Regions from separate parts of the Mus musculus genome. Here all the other regions are linked to region 1. A link is a contact called in public Hi-C, HiChIP or PLAC-seq and promoter capture Hi-C data. All regions are on one chromosome and are shown on one strand. Each heading gives the region's core, a stretch centred on a gene start, on an enhancer-like site or on the middle of the called end of the contact. The rest is flanking DNA. Distances are from core to core; before and after follow the strand shown. Region 1 holds the start of Ate1 (arginyltransferase 1). Region 2 holds the start of Tial1 (Tia1 cytotoxic granule-associated RNA binding protein-like 1). Region 3 holds the start of Oat (ornithine aminotransferase). Region 4 holds the start of 9130023H24Rik (RIKEN cDNA 9130023H24 gene).

The links. A called contact is a pair of places that touch in the nucleus more often than the background predicts. HiChIP or PLAC-seq counts read pairs in DNA pulled down with a chosen protein or histone mark. Capture Hi-C pulls out chosen DNA fragments and counts their contacts.
Region 2: an H3K27ac HiChIP or PLAC-seq map of embryonic stem cells shows a contact between it and region 1, with 4 times the contacts expected there. The contact joins the promoter of Tial1 here to the promoter of Ate1 in region 1. A contact is called at or near these places in 1 of 39 promoter capture datasets (hippocampal neurons) and 2 of 115 datasets of contacts at active chromatin or transcription factors (both in embryonic stem cells).
Region 3: a contact with region 1 is called in a promoter capture Hi-C map of adipose tissue, with 2.4 times the contacts expected there. The contact joins the promoter of Oat here to the promoter of Ate1 in region 1. A contact is called at or near these places in 2 of 39 promoter capture datasets (liver and pre-B cells) and 1 of 9 other capture datasets (adipose tissue).
Region 4: a contact with region 1 is called in a Hi-C map of B cells, with 6 read pairs. The contact joins the promoter of 9130023H24Rik here to the promoter of Ate1 in region 1. A contact is called at or near these places in 1 of 484 Hi-C or Micro-C datasets (B cells) and 1 of 115 datasets of contacts at active chromatin or transcription factors (astrocytes).

The regions. Positions count from the first base shown.
Region 1 is chr7:130,518,327-130,521,285 of GRCm38.p6, forward strand. Ate1 (arginyltransferase 1) reads right to left here and starts at 1,254. Exons shown (of 12, transcript NM_013799.3): 1 at 1,030-1,254. The coding sequence starts at 1,135. Gm4275 (putative uncharacterized protein ZNRD1-AS1) reads left to right here and starts at 1,265. Exons shown (of 4, transcript XR_869987.2): 1 at 1,265-1,519.
Region 2 is chr7:128,460,380-128,463,310 of GRCm38.p6, forward strand. It overlaps Tial1 (Tia1 cytotoxic granule-associated RNA binding protein-like 1), which reads right to left and starts at 1,294. Exons shown (of 12, transcript NM_001347640.1): 1 at 746-1,294. The coding sequence starts at 777. Gm32816 (a long non-coding RNA gene) reads left to right here and starts at 1,341. Exons shown (of 4, transcript XR_378509.4): 1 at 1,341-1,873.
Region 3 is chr7:132,574,800-132,577,663 of GRCm38.p6, forward strand. Oat (ornithine aminotransferase) reads right to left here and starts at 1,599. Exons shown (of 10, transcript NM_016978.2): 1 at 1,496-1,599.
Region 4 is chr7:128,236,382-128,239,295 of GRCm38.p6, forward strand. It overlaps 9130023H24Rik (RIKEN cDNA 9130023H24 gene), which reads right to left and starts at 1,650. Exons shown (of 1, transcript NM_177001.3): 1 at 1-1,650. The coding sequence starts at 1,038. The coding sequence ends at 25. Armc5 (armadillo repeat containing 5) reads left to right here and starts at 976. Exons shown (of 6, transcript NM_146205.2): 1 at 976-2,208. The coding sequence starts at 1,746.

The sequences.
Region 1 (2,959 bases), core at 4-2,503:
TTTGATGTGCTTTCTTGGCCTTATTTGGGCTTTATTGGACCGTATTCCTCTCAGCTGTCACGTGTACTCGGCTGTCATCTGCATCCTGTTTATTTAACCCTATGCTCCAAGCGTTTTTTTCACTTAACTGGTCTTCGTAATCCGTGCATCTAACGATTGTATAACTGTCTACCCAAGGCCGCGGTTCACCTAATAATACACTTTCTCCTAATAAACACTTTTAATGCATCCATAAACCAAAATCCCGTGCACAGCCAAACCACTAAACTGTCTTTCAAAACGGGTAAATCTCTAACCTAAATTTATAGTCAAGTTACCTTGCTTCCACCTGCAGGATTATTCTAAACCATCCATCCTAGATTCTGTATTTGCCGATCATGACACGGCAGACAATAAGTACATATTCGGCTTACAAACAAATCTTCCGTAAGAAACCTGAATCCTAGCCCGGTGGTGATGCACACCTTTGATCCCAGACCCTCGGGAGGCAGGGGCAGGCGGATCTCTGAATTCCAGGCCAGCCTGGTCTACAGAGTGGATTCCAGGACAGCCAGAGCTACACAGAAAACGTTTGTCTCGAAAAGCCAGAAAAATAAAATAAAATAAAAAGAAAAGAAACCTAAAGCCTGAAGGAACACCGTTATTACGGTCTTCAAGATGGATTGGCACAATGACATGGTATAAATCCCTGATTTAAAAAAAAAGTCGAGCAGGTATTTTATCAAAATATCAAGCCGATCTCGGTTTCCAGTACGTTCTCCCAGACACTTTCTCCAAAATGACAGCGAACAGGTGTGCACGCACACGCCCCTCTACACATGCAGCAGGGGGCCTCGGCTGCCGCGGGGATGGATGCAGGGCGGCCGTCAGCTCCCAGGAGCCTCCCCATCTCCCTTCCCGTCTCCCAGAGCAGCCGCTGAGGGAGCAAGGGTGGAGGACACCCGGCTCTTCACGACGCTCCCCCAGGCTGCGGCCACCCAAGACCCTCACAGAGCCCGAAGCACACGCCCGCCGGCCGAGCTCGCTCACCATAGGAGCGACTGCCCAACTTGTTCTTGCAGTAGCCACACTGGAAGGAGGTCTGGCCCTCAAAATACTCTACAAGGCTAGGTGAAGGCGCGCTCCAAGAAGCCATGTCCGCGACCCCGCCGCCGCTGCGCCACCCAGTCCTACGCAGCCGCCGCTACCGCCGCCTTCGCCTCCACCACCCCACAATGCAACGCGCGCGCCTCCGAAGATCGCGCGAAGCCACTCGAGTGCTCCCGGGCTGGAAGGACCGGACGCCCTACGTCACTGACGCCGCCCGCGCCATGTTGACTGCGGGCAGCCGTCCGCTAGTTCCGTTCCTCCTCTGTGAGGGGCGGCTACCCCCTAGGGAGGGCGAGGGCGGGAAGACCGGGATGGAAAGGAAGCCGGCTGAGGAGAGACCAATGGGACCGGGAAGCTGGAGTCGGGTGACCAACGGCCTCAACCCGCGCGGCAGGCCTGCCAGGACGTAGCGAGAGCCTGGCTGAAGCCGGTAAAGGCGACCTGGACGGCGGGACACTCACCACACGACGTCTTGCCCTCCCTGGACTCGCAGTAGCCGCAGTAGTAGCCGGCCTTCAGGCCCTTGTATTCCACCACCGAGGCCATGGCCGCCGCTGTGGGCTTGAGGAGCGGCCACGCCTCTCAGCGCGGGGAACCTCGGGGAAGGGCCGAGAGCGCGGGGGTTGCCGGGTTCGCGGCTCTCCGCCGATCCCCGGTCAGGCCACTGGCCGCCAGCCTGGGTTGCAGGGGTGCGTCTCGGAACCCAGTGTTTAGTGGCCAGCAGGTTACTTGTCCAGTCAACAGCAGTCCTTGTCACTGACGCGATCTCTCAGCCCGCTTTACAGATAGGGAAACTGAGGCTCCAGGTTGGGATTCACCCGGTCATTTGCGCTCTGTAGTTGAAGGTTAACCTCGAGTTCTGCGCCTGACCACCTGTGAGGAACGAGGAGCCGGAGCTGGCTTGATAGAGAGGGATCTAGAATCCAAACAACTCTGCTAGAGCGGAATGTCCAATGACGAAGCGACACTTTCCTCTTTTAAAGGGAGTTTTAAATATCACTCAAAAAGAATTTTTAACTCTTCAGGCTGAACATTTACATAATCTGAATTCACTCCATGGGTCTCCAATTTGCAAAGAACGTGTTTTAGGGAATGAGGTTGTGAGGCAAAGTGTAAAAATAAAGGCATGCTCCTACCAAGATAATATTCCTTAGCTTTCTCCTCTGCGTACACAGATGTTTAAGTCTGTCTGGCATAATTTCCATAGTCGACAATATGGTGAATTCCTTTTTGCAGTGTCTAGAAAGTGCAATCAGGAAACTTTTTTTTTTAATTATGTTTGTGGGTGTTTAGCCTGCAAGTAGATATGTGTACAACCTTCATCCAATGCTGGAGGCATCCAGAAGGCATTGTAGACCCTGAAACCTTGACGGGCAGACAATTCTGAGCCACTCATGTAAGATTGAAAGGATGGAAAAATACAGCCTCAACTCCAGCCTCCTAAGAAGCCCTAAATACCACAAATTCCAGACCCTGCTCCCTGCCAGTATACAGGTAAAAGGTCACACTTCCGTGCTGTTCCAGGGCCCGCTTCCTGTATGGAACTAGGTGAAAGAGCATTAAGACAGACCCTTGAATACGTGATCCTGGCCTAGTAAGATAACAGGAGGAGAGGAGCTGACTAACTGCTTATCTAGCAACTGTAAAGTGCTTGCACAATGGAAGGAAAGATTACACACTGAAAGAACTGCGTGGGGTCTTGATGCTATGAAATGATTGGTTTGCGAAACGCAGGCTTTGTTGTAACCCCATAAAAGCTGTCCCAATTCTGCACTCGTGGTCCGTGGTCCTCTACCCCTGCGTGGTGTACTGGGCCCCAGAGCACGCCTGGAATAAAAAGTCCTCTTGCGGTTTGCATCAAGGCCGTTTC
Region 2 (2,931 bases), core at 44-2,543, 2.1 Mb before region 1:
CCAACTCCGATGGTCCGGACGCACAAACGGATTAGGAAGCGGCATCACTAACTGAGCGAAAGGAGTTTAACTGGTTGTCAGGTTGGCGCAGTAAGCGCTCAAAGTAAACTTCGTTATCCAAGGGACAGAGGTGGTGCACGGTGGCGAAAAGCAATCACTTTGGCACTTCAAAAGCAGCAGGCGCTAGGCGGGTGTTTCTGACAGCGTGGGGCACGTGGGGCAGAAAGAGACAAGGGGCTCCTCTGGTTAAAGAGTGGTAGACTGGGGAGAAGGACTCGGAGCGACTGAGGCTGAGGACGTGGACTGCTGAGGACGTGGACTGAGGCTAAACGTTCAAGCCAAAGGATGCAGTAGTGGTCCCACCCCCGCCAAGCCCTGCCCCCGTAGGGACCCACAGCTCCTGGCTCAGCCCGGAGCCCCCAAAGCACAGGGGGAACAGTAGCTCTCCCGCGCCTGACAGCCTCAGCCGTGCACAAGCCCAGCCAAGCAAGAGTGTGCAAAAGAAGGGGTCGGGAGGAAAAAGTCGAGACAAGCCCTAGACCCTAGGAAGTGACTGTGTTTGGGGGGGAAGGGAGGGCTTCCTTCTCTGGGAAGGGGGACAGATGAGGAATGCACTTCACAGCCGCGCCACCGCGACGCCCGGCTCTCCGCTTCTAGTCCCGGGCTCCTGCTCTCCCTTCCTCCCTCCGCTTCCCGCAGTGCCCGGGCCACTCGGTGCCTGGCACCCCGGGTCTCGGGTACTCACAGAGTCCGGGGCTGTCCGTCGTCTTCCATCATGGTGGGTGCGACGGAGTGATCCCGGGACAAGGGGGAGGGCAGGGCTGGGGAGGGGAGGGGGCGGGAAGGAAGGGGAGGGGGGCTCCGGGCGCCGGCTGGGGACAGAGGAAAAGGTACTGAACCCCGCTCTCGGGTCCGCTCCCCCCAGCCCGCTCCGGACACTGCGCTCCAACCAGGAGGAGCAGGAGGAGGAGGAGGATGAACAAAATGGCCGCCACCACCAGCCAGGCAGGAAACGCGGCAGGGCGCAGGCGCGGCCCGCCAGGTCACTGCTCAGGCCAGCTGCGACGGCCTGTCCGGCAAAAGTAGCTAAAGAGACAGAAAGCCCGGCCAAAGAGTACACCCTGCGACTGGACACGACGGAGCACGTTGTCGCTGTGGGCCTGCTGGCCAGTCAAGACCTATCCGGGTCCAAGAGAGACCCAACACAGAGAGAAAAGCCGCGAAACCAAGTCTCCGGGAATTGCGGTCCCGGGAAAGTGGGGGAAGCCCTTCTCCAGTGGCCTTCTGGGAACTGTAGTTCAAGGCAGACCCTGCGCCTGCCGGAGCGCGAAGGAGAGATTTCTGGGTAGTGTAGTCGTACGTGAGGACGTGCCGCGACTAAGTAGTCGGCGTGCCGGGATAGAGCGAGGAATAAAAGGCGGGCGGCCGAAATAGAGAGGAGCTGTCCGGGAAGTAAACTACAAATCCCAGAGTGCCTCGCGCCGGGGCCCGCCCCAGGATCGCTCTTAGCATCTTAAGGCTCTTCTGTTGGTCCAGTGTGAGCTTCTGCTCCGCCTCCGTCCAGCCCCAGAGCGGTTTCTTCAACTGCAGATCAGGCGGTGTGCTGGCTCCGCGTGGTTCTCCCGTCAGCCGGCCTTGCCCGCCTCTACTCTCAGAACTGCTGGTCCGTGTTCAACAACCGACGCCTCACGCGACGGGCAAAAGAGTGGCAACTCTGAACCCGGAGAGATGTAGCGGACATCGGGCAACACCAGATCCAGCCTTGTCTTTGAGCACGTGTTCTAACCAGATAGGCCTTTCTAGACTATACCGCTTGTAACTTGCTTTACAAGTTCCACAAGGATCGCTACCCATTATCTCATCGGATTAGTGGGTAAGGCTGCAAAAGAGCAGCCCCTCATTCAAATGGCTTGTACCGCTCTTTCAAATCCCTACTTAAAACTTAAATATTCGCGTGGTGGCGCACAGTGCTACTGAACAGGAGGATAATGGATTTAAGGCCAGCCTAGAAATAGATACCAAGACCTTATCAAAAACTAATAATCAGTGAAAACAGCAAAGAGGCTCAACGACCAGGTCTCATGCCAAAACAGTCTGGAGTTCGGTATTGGAGGACACGGGCTGCTAGTATTGAGATGCTAAAGCAAGAGAGGAGATAGAATCATGACAATCTACTGGATGTACACCACATTTGTGGCTGAGGCCCCTAGGGGTCAGACGAAGGGATGGCATTCCCTGCCTGAGACTGGAGTTAACAGTGGTTGTGAGCTGCATATGAGTGCTGAGAACCAAACTGGAAGCCACTGTAAGTGTGCTCTTAACCAGCTCTCCCGTGCCCCCAGCTGCACACTGTCTCATTGAAGGAGAGAAAAGGTCTGGTGGCCAACAGAGAGCTTTGGGGTAGCTTATAGATCTGCTTAGCTGCATACTGAAACCCTACCTGAATTTACAGGTACAGTGGGAGATTGGAGGCTGCTTCTCCATGAGCCTAGGAAGGAGAGAGTAAGTCTGAACGAGAAACGGATTATATCCCAAAGTGAAAAAGGAAAGAGCAACTGGGCGTGGTGGCGCACGCCTTTGATCCCAGCACTTGGGAGGCAGAGGCAGGCGAATTTCTGAGTTCGAGGCCAGCGTGGTCTACAGAATGAGTTCCAGGACAGCCAAGGCTATACACAGCAAATCCTATCTCGAAAAAGCCAAAAAAAAAAAAAATTAATTTTTTTTTTAAAAAAGGAAAGGAAAGAACTTCAGAGAGCTTCAGAAATCTACACAAGTGAAACAAAGGGGTCAGAAAAAAAAATAGGGAAGGGAAGAGGTGGGGAAGGCACCAAGCTCAGCCTCAGCCATACAGTTCCCATCCACTTCCAAAAGGTAAGCCAAATGAAACGCAGGCAGTCCTATACCCAGAACAAGCCCACAACCCTTGTAAGC
Region 3 (2,864 bases), core at 349-2,848, 2.1 Mb after region 1:
TTTGTTTTATGTAACCAATATTCTGGCTAAAATTCACCTCAAGTGCGTCACTGGCAAACAACTAAAGTAACACTACTGGGAAAGGATTGAACCAACTACACCGCACCCTCCACACACCTCCACATCACTACCCATTCATTACTATTTTTAAAAGTATACAGTTTGGGGGCTGGGGAGAAGGCTCGGTGGTTAAGAGCACCGACTGCTCTTCTGAAGGTCCTGAGTTCAAATCCCAGCAACCACATGGGGGCTCACAACCATCCATAATGAAATCTGATGCCCTCTTCTGGAGTGTCTGAAGACAGCTACAGTGTACTTACGTATAATAAATAAATAAATCTAAAAAAAAAAAAAAGTATACAGGTATACAGTTTGGCTCATCCTCAAGAACTCTGCAAAGAGCATAAAATACATATCCATATAACCATAGTAAAAGTAGACCGGAAGGTAAATAGATGAGACAGGAAAAAATACCTTTTAAAATATGTACTAATTAAAGTTTTAGGGGCTGGAAAGATGGCTCAGCAGTTAAGATCACCTACTATGCTTGCAGAAGACCAGAGTTTGGTTCCTAACACCCACATTACATGGCACAACTATCAAGAACTGCTCCAGGGGTATCGAATCCCTCTGGCCTCGGATGGCGCATTCATTCCTGATCACACACATACAATTTAAAGTACAGTTACAAGTTACATAAAATTAATTTACCTACAGACACTAACAAGTTTGATCAAGAAAATTTAGGGTGGAGAAATCAGAGGTTATTCAAGTAGCAAAGCCACTTCATTCCAAAACCACTCCTCCCTTAATATATCTTGACACATCTACAAGGTAAATGTACTCCCGGGCATTGCTGTAGGCCTGAGGCAAGATTTGCTGGCAGCAAGAGCTCCCCACAATTAGACTGGAATTTACTGAGGTTCAACATAGCTTGTCAAAGGCCTAAGGAGGGGGCTCTTCGTGCAGAGAGCCCTGTGGGCCAATCCTTAGCCACCATCTCATCACAGAGTGCACGTCACTTCCTCAATCCTCTTATTTGGTTTAGGACTGAAGAGAAGTGGGGATTGGGGAGGGATGGGTATGATCTGCCACGAGACGTAAAAGCTGCCCAAGGAGCTCGGACTTGGTCCGCATCAGCGCCCCCTCCCGGTGACGCGACCACAAGTTCGCAGTTCTGTCCCCAGGGATCGGGTCCTTCCCTCCTCTTCCCACCCCCACCCCCCACCCACCCCCCGCCAAGCTGCTCGTGGTGCCCCGCGCCCTCAACGCCGCCTTTTCAAAGTCGAGACCTCCAAGGCCCCAGTCCCCTTAGCCGAGTCCCCCGGGGACAGTGAGCCCAAGCCGTGCCCCGCCCGTCCTCACGCCGAGCCCGCCCCACCCCGGGCCTGCGTGGCGCCCTAGACCCGGAGATTCCAGTGTTGCCCCGGCGGAGACTCCAGAACACCGAGTGGGCCCTAGTCGCTCTGGCCCAGCCCCGGCGCGTACGTCGTACCTGACAGCGTCCGCTAAGCGACACTGACTGTACTTCAGCCACGAAGCGCGATGTGGCTGCCCGGCGCGTCAGGTCGTTTAAGACGACGTGTCTGTCCCGCCCCCGCCCGTTCTCTCAGTTCATTGGTTAAGGCGGAGGGCCGCACACCAATCACAAGAGGCTCACTCTCGCCCCACCCACCCGGCCTTGAGCCTCCGGGCGCCAAGTTCTGCTGCCTTCCCCAAGTGCGCAGTCTGCTTTTGTGCCTGTGGCGCTTGAGCTCTGCACTGAACTTGGAGCAGTTCGCTTTCTTTTACCCGAAGGGGAACGGAGGCCCGAAGGAATGGTGGCCTCTCACTGCGTTTCTCTAGCCCAGGGACCTTCCAAAACCTTTCCTGAAAGAGCCTGTTGGGAGCAACATCATATCTTAAATGCTGAAACCACATGACCTTGAACCCTCACGTACCAAAATGACAAAACAGATTACTGATGCTTCTAGTATCATCTCTGCAGCTGTAAAACGCCGCCCGGATGTTATTAACTGTTGTTATAAGTGGTTGGAAATGACAGCTACGCAGTATAGACTTGCCTGCACTCCCTCCACTACCATGGTTAAAACTCAAACCGGAAAAGGATATTGCAGGATAAACACAATCAGAAGGTGCTTAGGTATCATTTTTGTCTATAACGCTCGTTATAAATCAGAAAATATGAAGAGAATAGAAGAGTTATCCAATCCTGTACCAAAAGCTGTAGACCACAGAGGGCCAGTGATTCACTACCTTACACTTCAGGGTCAGGCAGAAAGATTTCACACTCCAGTTTGGAAAGAATGTGTGTGAATAAGAAAGCACAAGGATGGAGGGACTGGCACACCAGGGAGAGCCACTGTCAGTCCACGTATCCAGGGCTAGATGTGGGGTTTCTAGAACCCCAAAGAGAGAGGAGTTTGAGGAAAGACTACTTGGAGGGAGCCAGGAGCCTAAGGAGTCTGTTAAGACTGGTGGTAGTAGTGGTGGTGGTGCACACCTTTAATCCCAGGACTCAGGAGGCAGAGGCAGGTGGATCTCTATGAGTTCTAGGCCAGCCTGGTCTACAGAGAGAGTTCCAGGGCAGCCAGAGGTACAGAGAGAAACCCTGACTTGAGAAAACAAGAGAAAAGACAATCCCCACAAACTAGCCTCCCTAGACACAGAGCAAGATCAGAAAGAGGAGGAAAAGAAAGTGGGATGGGAAAGAGCAGAGGAAATGGTTCAGTAGGTAAAGTGATTGTTGGGCAAGCATAAAGAGACCAGAGTTCAGGTCCCCAGAGCCTACATAAACGCTGAGTGGGCATCGAGACCCATCTGAAATCCCAGCGTTCAGGGAGGTAGAGACAGGACAATTCCTA
Region 4 (2,914 bases), core at 400-2,899, 2.3 Mb before region 1:
GATTTTTGCCACATTCTGGAAAGGTCATTTGCTCAAGTGGATGCGCTGGTGTTCAGTGAACATGGTGATCTCACTAAAGCCACGACCACATTCAAGACACCTGAAGGGCGGTTCTCCATTGTGAGTGCGCTGGTGCCGTAGGCAGTTTGAGCTGTTGGTGAAGTTCTTGCCACACTCACAGCAATTGTAGGGCTTCTCACCCGTGTGTGAACGCTGGTGTTCTAGCAGATAGGAACTTCGCCCAAAGCTGTCTCCGCACCAGGCACAGAAGTAGGGTTTCTCGCCTGTGTGACAGCGCTGGTGCTGTAAAAGGTTAGAGCTCAGGCTGAAACTCTTGCCACAGAGGCCACAGCGGTAGGGTTTCTCACCAGTGTGAGTTCGCTGGTGCTGGATCAGGTTGGAGCTAACCCTGAAAGTCTTTCCACACTCAGCACACGCATAGGGCTTTTCCCCAGTGTGCACCCGCTGGTGTTTTGCTAGGTCTGCACTGCGACCAAAGGCCTCTCCGCACTCCATGCACTTGTGCGGCCGGAGACCTGAGTGAGAACGACGGTGTTTAGTGAGATTAGAGCTGAGGCTGAAGCAACGGCCACATTCTGGGCAGGGGTATGGTTTTTCACCACTGTGAACTCGGTAATGCTTAACCAGATCTGAGCCACGCCGGAAGCTTTTGTCACACTCTGGACAGCTGTAAGGGCGGTCACACCCATGGCTGCTTTGATGGTGAATGAGATCAGAGAGACTGGGTACAGCCAACCCACAATCCCTACACTTGAAAGCTTTGGGGACTGCAGGATCACTGGTCTTGACAAAGGTTTCTTCCTTGGGGCCAGAGCCTGACCTACATAAGTACTGCTGGTCCAGCATTTTTTCCACGGGGGCTGGTTGTTCCGGCCGCGCCAGGAGGGGGCGCTCATGTAGCGCGGTCTCGCGATCCAGGGGCGACCTGGGGGCTCCCGGGAATTTTGACGTCCGGTTCTCCAGCAGCTTAGCCCCATCTAGATTCTCCCTGGTCACTTCTGGAGCCGCAAGTTCCATTGCGGCCGAAAAGCGCTCGGTTTCCTAAATGCCACCCGTTTAACTCATCAGCACAGTTGGAGAACGGGGCACTGGAGGCTTGGAGGCCGGTACCGGAAACGGAAAGGTCCCCAAGCCCGAGAGACTCTAGGAAGTGGCAGCGAACTTTCCCGGTAGGTTTAACTCTTTCATTCGCTTGGCGAGACCTTTCTGTCGGGAACTTAGCACTTTTGAAACGGCTTGGGGTTCTGCGAGTCTGTCAGTCCGGCTTTCGGAGCCATTGATCACCGCGCTTTGAGGGTTGCCAATCAAGTCTGAACGTCGCCGACAAGGACGTACCGGGAGCGAAGTGGCTAAGTCACGTTGGGGAGCACAGGACAGCACTAAGACTCCACCGCGGGGCGTCTGATCCTAGGAGCAACAGTTCACTCTTCGGCCCCGGGAGGAGTTTCTCACCCACTTAAACTGCACTAAGCTTGGCGCCGACTACATATCCCAGCATGCACCGCACGCGCCTCTTACTTTCCCACAGATAAATACCATTCTCGCCATGTCTTCTGCGACTGTGCAAGTACCGGAGTTCCAGAATCTAGAACTTGAACTTCCGACTCGCAAGATAACTGCGGCGGCGCTATTCCGAGGAGCAGCCTGGCCACGCCCCCCTCTTCCAGTTCCGCTCTCTCAGAGTACCGGCGAGACGCGGGGCGGAGCCTGAGGCCCGGGCCAAGATGGCGGCTGCGAGACCGGCCCTTACGGACTCGCTCTCGTTTTGCCTCGCGCAGCTCACGGCGGCGGCCGGGGAGGGGCCAGGTGGGGGAAAGGACCCAGCTACCAACGAGACACCCCTGGGCCGCGCGCTCTTAGCTCTTCGCACGCGCCACATCAAGGCGGCAGAGGGGATTGAGCGCTTCCGGGCACGCGGCGGGCTCCGCCCCCTTCTCGCCCTGCTCCGCCGAACGGCTGCTGCGGGCCCCGCCCCGTCCCAAGCAGCCTCTGGCTCCGCCCCTTCGTCGGTTGCGTCAGCTGGTTCTACCCCTGGCCACGCCCCCGCTGCCGAGTCGCTCTTGACGCCTTCGTTGCCAATGCGCCTGCGCAAGACGCTGGATTTGGCGCTCAGCATTCTAGCCAACTGCTGTACAGAAGGGGCGTGCCGGGCCGAAGTGCGGAGACTTGGAGGCATTCTCCCTTTGGGTAAGTGCTCCGCCCCCATTTCTTAGAAAGGTTCCAACCCACAGTATCTGCGCTGCCCTTCCATTATGCCAGGCCTCTGAGTACATGCTTTGTGATGGTGCAGCGCCACTCATCTCCTCAGGTGTGATGCTATGTGACGTCACTGCTCTCTCCATAAATTAGACCTGGACCTGCCCAGACCAGAAGTAGATACTGACTCCTGCCTCACTTTTGAGCAAGTGGCTTATACTTTGTTTTTGGTGCTTCTCGGGGACAGTACCCGTCCCTGTGCAAGGCTTCACATGGAAGAGCAGGAGGCCAGAAAGTGTAGTTTTAAAAGTTAGAAAGTGAGTTTAAAAGTCAGACATACCAAGCAAATCACCCAACCCCTCCAAAGCAAGAATTCTTTGTGTAATAACAATAGCTACCCGACAGGATTGAAGTTGAGTAGAAAATGAAATTCAAATGTACAGTGCCCAGACTCCAAGCATAAGTGGGTACTTAAACACAGGAAACAAATTCCAGCAGAGGATCAGCCTTTCTGTGTACCGGGTGATTTGGCGCCTCCTTATGGTGATGATGGGAACAAAGTTGCATCATTGCCTGTCCTGTATCTCAATTTTGACAAAAATCTTAATTTTTAAAGTGAAGCATTTTTATATTTAAACTTGCATAGATTGCAAGTAATGTGTTTGACAGTAGGCTTGATGGAATGCCAAGTTCTCTC